2 separate regions of the Zea mays genome follow, and region 1 is linked to region 2. The links are chromatin contacts, called in public Hi-C maps. All regions are on one chromosome and are shown on one strand. The core of a region is the stretch at or near the end of the contact, and the rest is flanking DNA. Distances in the headings are between cores, read along the strand shown. Region 1 has its middle 17 kb from the start of LOC109943968. Region 2 has its middle 14 kb from the start of LOC103646067.

Region 1 (5,765 bases), core at 2,960-5,459, 150 kb after region 2:
AGGCCGCGGACCGTCCGGCCTCAGGCCGCGGACAGTCCGACCCTGCGCAGAGAGTACCACCGCGCCTCGCACCAGGCCGCGGACCGTCCGGCCCTGCGCGCGGACCGTCCGGCCCTGCGCGCGGACCGTCCGGCCCTGCGCGCGGACCGTCCGCCCCTGTGCAGAGGACACCGCCACGGTTCTCTTGAGTAATTGACGCCTCCAAAAGGGCGTCAACACTACTCTCATGACCCCATGAGTAGGGGAGGGGGCTCCCTTGGCCTTGACTAATATAGTGCCCCAACACTAACTCGGATTATACAAGAGTGTTCCTAACTAAGCCCAAAAATGTATAACCTGCTATATAGGATATAAATCCCTAGGGCTCCTCATGTCCCGGTGCACTTAACAGTATAAGCCACTGGGGGCCCCGACTCATTGTGACACTTGACACTGTAAGCCTCTGGAGGCTCTCACGTCTCGAGACACCTGGCAGTGTGAGGTCGCGAAGCCCCTTTGTCCCATGACACCTAATAGTATAAGCCCATGGACCACTTGTGTACTAGGGCCCCTAACCACGTCGGCTCTTAGGGCCCATCGTGCCTTGAGGCTTACAACAATAAAACCTCTTGAGGCCCCTCGCGCTTGGGACACCTGACGCGATGTAAGCTTTCGGAACCTCTAGCGTCCCAAGGCACCTGACGGTATAAGCCGTCAAGGTGCCTCGTACCTAGGGGTACCTGACATTATAAGCTCATAGACCCCTTGCATCCTAGTGTACTTGATGTTATAAGCCCTAGGGCCCTCACATTTTGGGGTACCTTTAAATGTAAGCCCTTGGTGCCACTCGCATCCAATGGACTCGAAGATATATATCCCTAGTGCTAGAGGATCCCTTGGGGGAGTTAAGGACTCTGAGTTACAACCTAAGCCTGTTTCAGGGCTGAAGGATGTGATATAAAGATTCAGTGCTCACATATCAAAGGTTAGGTATGCATTCTTGATTTTATGGATTATTCACATGTTGATCTGGGAGGGTGTGTGGATAATAAAAGATCCACAACGGGCTATATTTTCACCCTCGTTGGAGGAGCAATTTTCTGAAAATGCTCTAAGCAAAGTATAGCAAGTTGAAGTTATTACTTATTATGAGGCAAAGGCAAGGCTCTTTGGCTTAAGAATTTTAGTCTGGGCCTTAAAGTTCTGGAAAAATATTTCAAACTCTCTTATTATGTATTGTGATAATAAGGTTGTGTTACTACTTTCTTGTAACAACAAACCAAAGAGCCTAAGATCGAACTATTGAAGTTGAGGACATAAGTATTAAGTTGATCCTCAAGGATCTGCTAACTAAAGATGATCACATAACCTATTCATGATGATGCATCAACTAAACCATATTCACGAAACTAAACATCTGGAGATATGGTATATTGTATGGTACATCCATCGTGCCACACCATTGTTGAAACTGAAATAACACCTTGATGGCCAAGTGATATCTTGTGTAATGCTAAAATGCACGATCGTACATGCTGCTTACTTAGAAGGAGAACCGTCCCTGTCGCTCACTAAGTCCACCTAGGAACTGTACATGGAAGTGGGACTCGAGAGTAGAATGCAAGACACCGTGTGGACCTTGGGGAATTAGGTCAAGCACATGCACTCAACCCAAAAGTTAAAGTTATTTGTAGAAGATAGACAATCTACTACAGTAGAACTAATAGTTAGTTGGCTAAAAATTGATACTGAAATTAACTAACTAACAAATAGCTATTTAACTATTAACTAATTTACTAATAGCTGAATTATTAGCTAGGGTGTTTAGATGTCTCAGCTAATTTTAGTCGCTAACTATCAGCTTTAGTGCATTTAAACATCGCCTTATACACTTCAACACTCTCACTCACGTGAGGCCAGAGAAAAAGACGTAAACGTGAAAATAAAGGGACATAGCAGTGGACGCACTAACCAAATAAACCTAAAAACTTAAGCTATTAAAATAAAGTAGACAATCTATTTGTACGATTCAACAGATGTTGAGGAATTAGTGTGTGCGCGGACGGTGTTCCTGTATGCTGGCGTCCGGTAGTAGAGGCGTAGAGCTAGAGGTCTCGAGAAGAGACACGCTTGCAGGGTGCAGGGGCGGCCCTCTTCCCTTGGTGTCGTGTCCAAGCTAGCTAGCTAGCCATCCATCTGGGTCGCGTGTGTGGGTGACCACCGTACCCTGCACTTGGAAATGTTGCCAACCACCGTTCGTGTAGGGTGCTAGGGTAGCAAAAGCAGCTGCGATTTTGGGATCAAGATCGGGGTCGGTCGAGCGAGAGCCCTCTGGCCGCCGGAGCACACACCCACGTGCCGACATACCTGCCTGCTTGCTTGCTCGGTTGCTCCTGTACACAACTCGTATTCGTTGTCCTCCCTGCCTCCAGCGAGTAGTTGTACTAAGTGTACTACTCTATGTGGACCAATCAATAGAGTTTATTTACCATATACTAGTACTAAGAACCCATACTCCTACTGCTGCTAGCTAGATTCTCGGATAACTGTCCGTCGGACAGAGGGGAGTGGCCGCTGGGCGCTGGCTAGCTGCTGCTGTCCGGACAGACGGCGAGGCTGCTTTTCCACCAGTTCTCAGATTTCACCTGCCTGATCATCTTGGGCCCCGAGCGAGCAGCGGCAGCAGGACAAAGCTGCGATAGAACGAACGGGAGAGCAAAGGTTCCTGCGGTTCTGCGGCTTCTGCCTGCCCTTGCCCTGCCGCCGGCTCACGGCTCACACGCTCGCCGACTTGACACTTGGGAGGGGAAGGCCTGGCCTGGGGCCCGGCCGTTTGGCTTGTGGCTACATATGTACAGAAGGGCCGCGGTCCGAAAGCACGAATGGAAGCAAGCTTCGCCGGCCCGGCACGAGACATGGCACAGCCCGTTTTAACCGGATCCGTGCTAGCCTGGCCCGAATAGGCGTGCCGGGTTCGTGCACAGTATACAGCCTGTTGGGCTAGCACGACACGGTTTATAGATCAGGCCCGGTTAAAGCCCGCTCGTGAAAACAACCCACTCGGCGTCTCGGCCCACACTCCCCACAGGCCACAGACAGACAGCCCACTCGGCCGGATAGATCAGGCCGCAGCCGCTCGTCTCTCTTCCTCGAAAGGCGAAACCCTAATCGCCGCTGCGCCGCCTCTCCGCAGATCGCCGCTCGACGCTCGTCGGCTCTCGTCGGCTCGGCGGTCCTCGGCTTTCGTCTCTCTTCCCCAGTCTCCACCGCTCGGCACCTGTCCTCTGCTTTCACTGTCCAGTGCTGCTCATGCTCTGCTCTGGTCGTGAGTAATCTTGGTTGACACACTAACCCCCCTGCTTTTGCATCCAGGCGACAGGGACGCCGCGAGGGCCGAGCCGTGGCGCCGCCGCGGAGGCGGAGGAGATGCTGGCGCAGAGGAACGTGGAGTCGGTGCTGTTCCGCGGGAAGGTGGTGGCGGAGCAGAGCAACGCGAAGAAGCTAGAGCGGCTGGCGCACGAGCTGGTCAGGGAGCGTGACCGGCGCAGGGCCAGCGCGAGCCCCATCGCGGCGGTGTCTGCCCTCGTCAAGCACCACCGGCCGTCGGCGGCGCCGTCGTACTCGAGCCTCGCGATCGCGAGCATCATGTAGGCCGAGAGCCAACCCACAGCCGGCCGCCAGTAGCCAATTGAAAATGGGCTCGGGCCGGCACGACCCTGTTTTCAGGGTGGGCCTACCCAACACGTTTAGGCCCGCGTCATGCCGGACTTATGCAGCATTTCAAACCCGCAGGTCAATATGGCTCGGCCCGATTTACCTGGCGTGCCTGGCGGGTCGGCCCAATACAGACCGGGCTTCACCGGACCCGGACCGGGTCAGGCAGGACGGCCCGTTTGACCATCTCTACTTGTGGGCTTGTGGCGCCATCCCCGCGCGCACTACTAGTCCCCGGTGTGTGTTCGGCGGCCGCGCGCCAACAGCGACCGGTGCGCCTCCGCCGGCCCCCGCGCGCCGCCGTGGCTCGGTGAATTACTACTCAACTGCAACGTCCCGAACTAGTTGGAGAAGAAAGAGAGAGACACGTTCCGGTCGATCGAACTAGGAACAAGAGAATTTGAGTTCCACGGGACGGAGGGAGGTTACGCTTGACACCGACCGACGTACGTACGTGTAGGTAGGCCGCCATCTGCCGTAGATCTAGGGCCACCACCCACCATTCAATTCCAAGCTGCCAAGGCCCATCTCTGCATGTTGCCGATCGAATTCAATGCGGCAGCCCGATCCCGATGGTTACGATCCGGTACGGCCTCGGCGACGGCGACGCATGTCATCAATGCCCGCCCGCCGGCAAAACAGCCGCCACCCTCCACAACGAACCGGCAGAGCCGCCGAGGCAAAGTACGTAGTACGCTCACGGTCACGGCTCATGACAGAAGCGCCTTGCTGCTCCCATCTCTTGATGCTGATATAACACACACAGTCACAGAGCTCTACTGGTGTATACTACTAGTCCACGCGTACAGGACGGACGTGGATGATTCTGACGTGGACGTCCGGTGAGTTCCGTGTGTTCTCAGATAGTTTCTCATTGCTCACACCATCTTGCTTACGTATCAGGCGCTTACGGGTTACGAAAGCTATGTTGCCCGTGCCCATGCCTCGTTGTCTTGTATGGACCTGCCTGCAGCAAGACGTGACGACTGACGACATATATTATGGCCCTAGCGGCCAAGTCGTCGTGGCGACAGGTACGGTGAGGAAGCGCCTGGGACAGCAGCATTTTCCACTGCGCAGCTCATTCTCACCTGACATAGGGCCTGTTTGGTTCAGCTTTTTTTTGACCAACTTTTCCGAGAATCTAGCTGTGGGGAAAATCTAGCTGTGTAGAGAATCTGAGTATCATTAGGATTACGTATGGAGGAAGATAAAGTTGTCCATGGGACTCAGGATCTATAAAGTGACAGATAACTATTATTGCGACGACTCAACCGATTATATGTTTATGTTGATTTTGAATGGTTTTTACCCAAACGAATTTTATAGAAGCTGACTGAAAAGCTGAGTGTTTGGCTGTCCGCAGCAGCTTCTGGTGGCTAGAAGCTGCAAAAAGCCGAAACAAACGGGGGCATAGGCGTACGTATCTGTGCGCGTCCACTATGTTCGTGTCACCGCAATCTATGCGGCCGAAAAGCACACTGCAGGAGCAGGACCCATCCGCCCCGGCCGGTCGCCATGTGCAGTGCAGTTGCACATGCCTTTCTCAGTACTACATAATAAGAGGCGCGGGTGGGTGGTTGGCGACTCTTTCGACCTTTTCGTTTCGTCAGACTCTTCCGGCACTCGGTGGCTGTTAACTGTTAAGTTGGGGGCTTGCATGCGTTGCATGAATTGCAGTGTTCTTTTTTCATTCACCGTGATCATCTCAGCATGATATAAATAAATGTATAATCCAACCAAAGTTGTCTGTCCATTAAAAGATCGACCACGCCTTCATTCCAGGCGACCACAAGAACTGACACTGTTGGAGTTTGCTTGCCGAGGATATATCTACACCAGAGTGGGAACAATGCCGCGTGCTGGAACAGTAGCTCAGGTTCTCCGAATCATCTCGGCAACAGCACTACTAGCCTACCCCCCCTGTGACGGGAAAATAGGGCGCGCGGGCCTCTTGATCGACTATTGTACTGTGGTAGCTACGAATCCGCCTCCCCATACTTTCTACGTCTTTGGTCTTCGCGAATTCGTCTCCAGAAGGATTGCCATTTTTTTTTTGAATTATAGATCTC
Region 2 (5,426 bases), core at 2,238-4,737:
CTATATCTCTCTCGTAGTTTATGAAACTACGAGAGAGACGTATAGAATTTGTGCATATTGTTAGAACCATCATCTGAGATAAACAAATTACCAAACAACCAAAATAAACTTTGTAGATCTTGAGAAGTTATAGAAGTTTATAGTTGATAACTTTTTCATTTGAAGTCATATTGTCAACGAAAACTATGTCTGAATTTAAAAAATTTAAAATTTGAATTTTGAAAACGACTTCGAAAGGAAAAACCACCAACATGAAAGTTGTAGGTATTGAAGAGTTATGAAACTTTGTAGTTGACAATGTTTTAGTTTGAAATCATCTTGTTATGCAAAACTATGTTTGAATTTTAAAATTTGAATTTTTCAAACTGTCTCGGATGGAAAAACCACCAAAATAAAAGTTGTAGGTCTTAAAATGTAATGAAACTTTTTAGTTGACAATTTTTTTATTTGAAATCATCTTATCATTGAAAATTTCGTGTGAAGTTTTTAAATTTAAAATTCAAATTTTATAAACGGTCTCGGATGTAGAAACTATTAAAATAAAACTTTTAGATCTCAAAAAGTTATGCAACTTTATAGTTGGTCACATTTTCAAATGAACTCATTTAGTGCCTTAAATAATCAAATTACTCTCGATTTGTTATAGTACATGGGAATGGAAACGTAATATAAACATAATTGGTGTAGTAGTGTAGTGGTATAGGAGGGTATGCGCGAGAGAGAGGTTGCGAGTTCGAATCTCACCATTTACAAAACATATAAGTTTGATTCAAAATAATAGTGAAAAATGATAGGGCAACGGGTAAGGTAATAGGGTAGGGTTGGAGAGTTGTTCCTAGAATTTAAAAAATGTTTTCCTGTTTTTTTTAATTTTTTCGATTCTTAATTTGCCGAGTGTTTTTCTTTGCCGAGTGCTTTTTGACACTCGGCAAAGTCTTTGCCGAGTGTCTGAAAAAAAGCACTCGGCAAAGAACCCTTTGCCGATGAAATCTTTGCCGAGTGTTCTTTGCCGAGTGTTACACTCGGCAAAGCCTTTGCCGAGTGTAAAATAGCCTTTGCCGAGTGTCTTAGACACTCGGCAAAGAACGCGATTCCGGTAGTGTATGTAAATACGTGTCCACGTGACCACGTCCACGCGTCTGGCACGTAGCCAAAGAACGCCACAAATTAAAGTAGCTGAGGTCGACATGCCAGAGAGTACGTACGTACGTGCGTGCGTTATGACGCGGCCACGACAGCACAGGAAGCTAAAACACAAGAGGTGATTAATGCTTTGCCTGCGTTGTCGTCTTGCTCACTTTTTATTTACACGTCATTCATGTTAAAGTTTTTCCTAACATTAAACGTATGTGACTTTGATCATTTGTTTTTTTTTAAAAAAAATAGATTTTGTAATATCAGATCCATGCTTTTAGATTCACTAAAAACAACATCTCTTTTATAACATATAAGTCATACGTGGAAGAAACTAAAAAAATTGTCCAATGAATGATCAGAGATAGCAATATTTGGTTCAGACCAAACCAAACGTACGTGTAAAAAAAATCGGGGGGAGTGGAAAGGACTAGGAGCCGATGTGATAAATGATTAGGGCCTGTGGTTGCGATGGATCACGTGGGCCAGCGGTGCTGGCAAACACCGTACGGCCGACAACACGGACGCGGACAAGGCGAAGGTACTCGGCCATCACCGTGATGGGCACCCGACTCCCGTAGCGAGAGGCGAGAGCGACAGCGAGACGGGAGAGAGAGAGAGAGAGAGAGAGAAAAAGAGGAAGCGTCGTCGCGCGTCCGTCCATTATCAGGACGCGAAAGGGCCTAATCATGCGGAGCGGTGGCGCGATCGACCACGATGTTTCTTTTCCAAATCCAAGGCCCGTCCACCGCCTGGATCTTTCGCCCTTTCCGCACCCCGTCCCCATACCGGTAGCCGGCGGTAGGGAACAAGTTGCCGTTATGGGGCAACAGTACAAGCACTGTACACCGGCGTCTCTGTACGTACGTGACGTATACTAGGATGATGTTCACGGCTGTGTAGCTCTATAGTGTACTGTATGATATGTAGTAGCCACTAGTGTACTGTGACTGTCGAGTGTTATTAACGCATTAGTCTGACGCGCATCTGGTTCGTGGCCTTAATCTCTATGTCAGGGGCAGGCCACACGCGATCCGTCGAGTTGATACTGAGAGCCAAAGCATATATATATATATATATATATATATATATATATATATATATATATATATATATATATATATATATATATATATATATATATATATATATATATATATATAAGCAATTTGTACGCGCGTACGTACGCCGTGCCGCGATCCATCAATCGGTTAAATACGACGAGCCGTGCGTCGCGCCGGCTCGGCGCGCATACGCATAAGTTTTTAAACACGTACGCCGTGTCCTCGTCGCGCTGCTGGTTGGTGGCCGCCTCTTTTGTTGCCTTGCGTGCGGAGCTGCCTCCTTCCATGCGGGCCACGGTATTAGTTGATCGCTCGTCCTGGCCTGCTCGTTGCACTCGAGCTCGCTGTTCACATGTAGCCCATCCTGTGCGGCCCGGGGAACAGTTCCGGAGCTGGTGATTTGTAGTTCGTTTGGGAACCTCAAATTCCCTTCCGGATTAGAGGAGTTTGAGGTGAAAATTGTTGAGAAACCCTAATAAAGTGTTATGTGGACAAATACTGAATATAGCCCTGAGGGCTATCGCGTCTCTATATATAGAACATGTACCCTTCATATGGAATAGAGAAGAGAAATAGGTCAGAGGCCCAACCCTATATCCAGTGTCTCGCGTGTTTCCTCTGTCGTGCTTATGGTAAGGTAGACGGGTTCTCTACATCTTCTTGCGCCTCTACTGCTGACGGGAGGGAAGGGAGCGGATCTGGTGATCCGTGGTAACGTAGGTCTCAACAAAAATAAACTAATTTTCTCTCTAATCACCTTCACCTTCATTTCTGAAGTGGATTTGAGTTTCCAAACTAGCCCTTAACGTATTTTACGACATAAAATGGCACTGCAAGAACTCCAAGAGATTCTATATTCTTCCATCCTATAGTTAACATGAATTGAGATTTATGTAAAAAAAAACCTCCAACAACTTATCTAAATAGTTATCCAAGTGTAACCATATTTTATTCTAGATTTCTCGTAGCCAAAGATAGAAAACGTAAATGATTCTCTAAAATGCACATAAGATATATACACAAGTTGGTGGAGATTGATAAGATATAGAAATTGATTCTTATGCAAACCACTCTCCTAAATAATAATTTAGATAGTGAAATTTATAAACACTTCTAGAGATGCTCAGAGTGACAAGCGGCTATCTCAAACAGCTCATCCACTAGTTTATAAACAATGCAATGGTAACGGGATGGGTCACCTGACAAATGCTGGGCCGAGTACGCTGGCCGAATGGGAAGTCGATGGGCTGCCTTATGGTAGAGGGATGACGGTATCCCTGATCTCCAAGGTTGAGGTCCAGGTGAAAAAGTAGGCCCAGAGGAAATGCTTGATGAAAGGAGAACTGAGTCTACCATTGATATGGGCCTCTCATATTTTCTGGGCCGACTCTCGTTGCCTAGCCCAACCGGCCGTTCCCATGATGTTTTATGCTCTCGGAACTAATTCTCCAACAAGAGAGGAAAAAAAAAGATCACGCACCTGAGGCAAACTGTCCCGCCGACTGACTGAGTGACTGGCGTTCCGTCCACCGGCGCAGCACGGAGCGGGGACCGTTACAGGTTTACAAACTCGAACCGCGCGCGTTACAGGTTTACAGCAGGTCAGCACCTGCACCTGCAGGCTGCACCGCTGCACGAACAATTCCCGGCACGGCGGCACCCGAATCGAAACGGAAAGGGAGCGGGGACCGGAGCGCTAGGGACATTCCTGGAGCGACATGGACGGGAGAGCGAGGGGCGTCTGCAGGTCCCCGCGCCGCGCCGATGGAGCGAGTCCGGCCTAGGATGGATAGCGACCTCCACCGTGGCTCCATTTAGGCTTGGCCTACCATCTCCACCGCGCCCCGCGCGTGCGTCGTCGTGGGGAGGGAGGACGAGAACAGGTTGACTTGATGGTGCGGAGCAGAGCAAGGGAGTGGAAGTGGTGGTGGTGGTTGGTCGTCCCGGGCGCCGGTGCGTCCACTGAGATTTGGAGCAGGTCAGACTTCAGGCCGTGCTCGTTTCCGGCTCGTCCTCCTGTCCCCTTCGGTCCTTCCGCTTCGCGGGCCGTCGCCACTCGCCAGCCAGCGGGTCAATCCGGAGCGGCGCGTGGTGACCTCACCGGCAGCTAGCTAGTGGAAGTGGAGTGCTGGGCCGCCCAGGCGAATAAAACCTGACCTGCGAATAGGAGGCGTTACGTGCCGTGTCGTGTGTGCCTGTCGACCCGCGCGCTACACTGACTGACAGAAATGGATGTGTGGTTCCAGTGGCGGTGCATGTGGGCGCAAATGGCCACGGCACGGCACGGCACGTCAAATCTTCTCGGTACGTGTTCCACAGTGACGTAACGCTCGCTAGAGAGCGCAGCGCACACAGACACAGCGAACCTTACCTAGCATGCAGACGCCCAACAGTTCGTCTCGTCGTCGTGTGGCTAGGATAGATACGAGACCCTGCGTGCGTGCGTGCGAGACGTGTTTCTTTATTGTCAAAGGGTCGCGCACGAAAGGTGCAGCGCAACGAGTTCGGTCAGATACGCGGCGGATTTGATTTGACATCTGGCAGTGTTTATTAAAACTCGGCCGGGGAGGGAAAGACCGCCCTCCCGGTATTATATTAAGAAGAGACCGAAACATGGTCCCGGCCGAGAAAATCCTCGAACCCTGGCCCCCATCACTAGCGGGCCGTCACCGCCCACTCTGCAACGGCCCAGCCGGAGGGTGGCGCGCAGGACGTAACCCGAGAGCGGGTGGGGCACAACGAGGGGATTTTTTTAACCAAGCCAGAAATTCGCCCCCGAGGGGGATCGAACCCAGGACCTGGAGGTGCTACTCGGAAGCCTTAACCATTACGCTAGAGGCCCTTTCGCTGCTGGCAGTGTTTATTCGCTTCACATATATTCTTCCGCCTGCCCGCGGGACGGGCCGAGTGGTCGACTCTTCTCAGGAAACATAAAATATTGCTTAATAAATATATATAGTATTCGGCAGTGGAGACGGTGAGGGACCGGAGGTGTGGTGAGGTCACGAAGGTGACAGTTGAGGACGCGGCGTTGAAACTTGGACCTTGCTGTCGGGCGCTGCGGGCTTGTGCCCCCGTCGCTCCACCAACCAATGTCATCGATCCATGGTGGGGTTTGTTCATTAAAAAAAACTACCAGTGCGTAGGGATCAAATTTGTGCTAACCGATGGAGAATCCATTCCATGAAGACCGACTCCAGATAATATAAGGTAAAATAGAATTGGTGT

Evidence for each region. Hi-C and Micro-C count contacts between places; a contact is called where the count stands out from the background.
Region 1: a Hi-C map of tassel shows a contact between it and region 2, with 2.5 times the contacts expected there. The contact joins two enhancer-like sites. A contact is called at or near these places in 3 of 25 Hi-C or Micro-C datasets (ear, leaf and tassel).

Annotation. Positions count from the first base shown.
Region 1 is chr2:18,119,417-18,125,181 of Zm-B73-REFERENCE-NAM-5.0, forward strand. No RefSeq gene overlaps it. Among protein-coding and RNA genes, the nearest start is that of LOC109943968, 17 kb to the left of the region's middle. Within about 2 kb of position 4,210, at least 19 of the 20 cell types and tissues checked have an H3K27ac peak or open chromatin away from gene starts, as enhancers often do. A contact at or near this core is called in ear, leaf and tassel, where this site is marked.
Region 2 is chr2:17,967,189-17,972,614 of Zm-B73-REFERENCE-NAM-5.0, forward strand. No RefSeq gene overlaps it. Among protein-coding and RNA genes, the nearest start is that of LOC103646067, 14 kb to the left of the region's middle. Within about 2 kb of position 3,488, at least 19 of the 20 cell types and tissues checked have an H3K27ac peak or open chromatin away from gene starts, as enhancers often do. A contact at or near this core is called in ear, leaf and tassel, where this site is marked.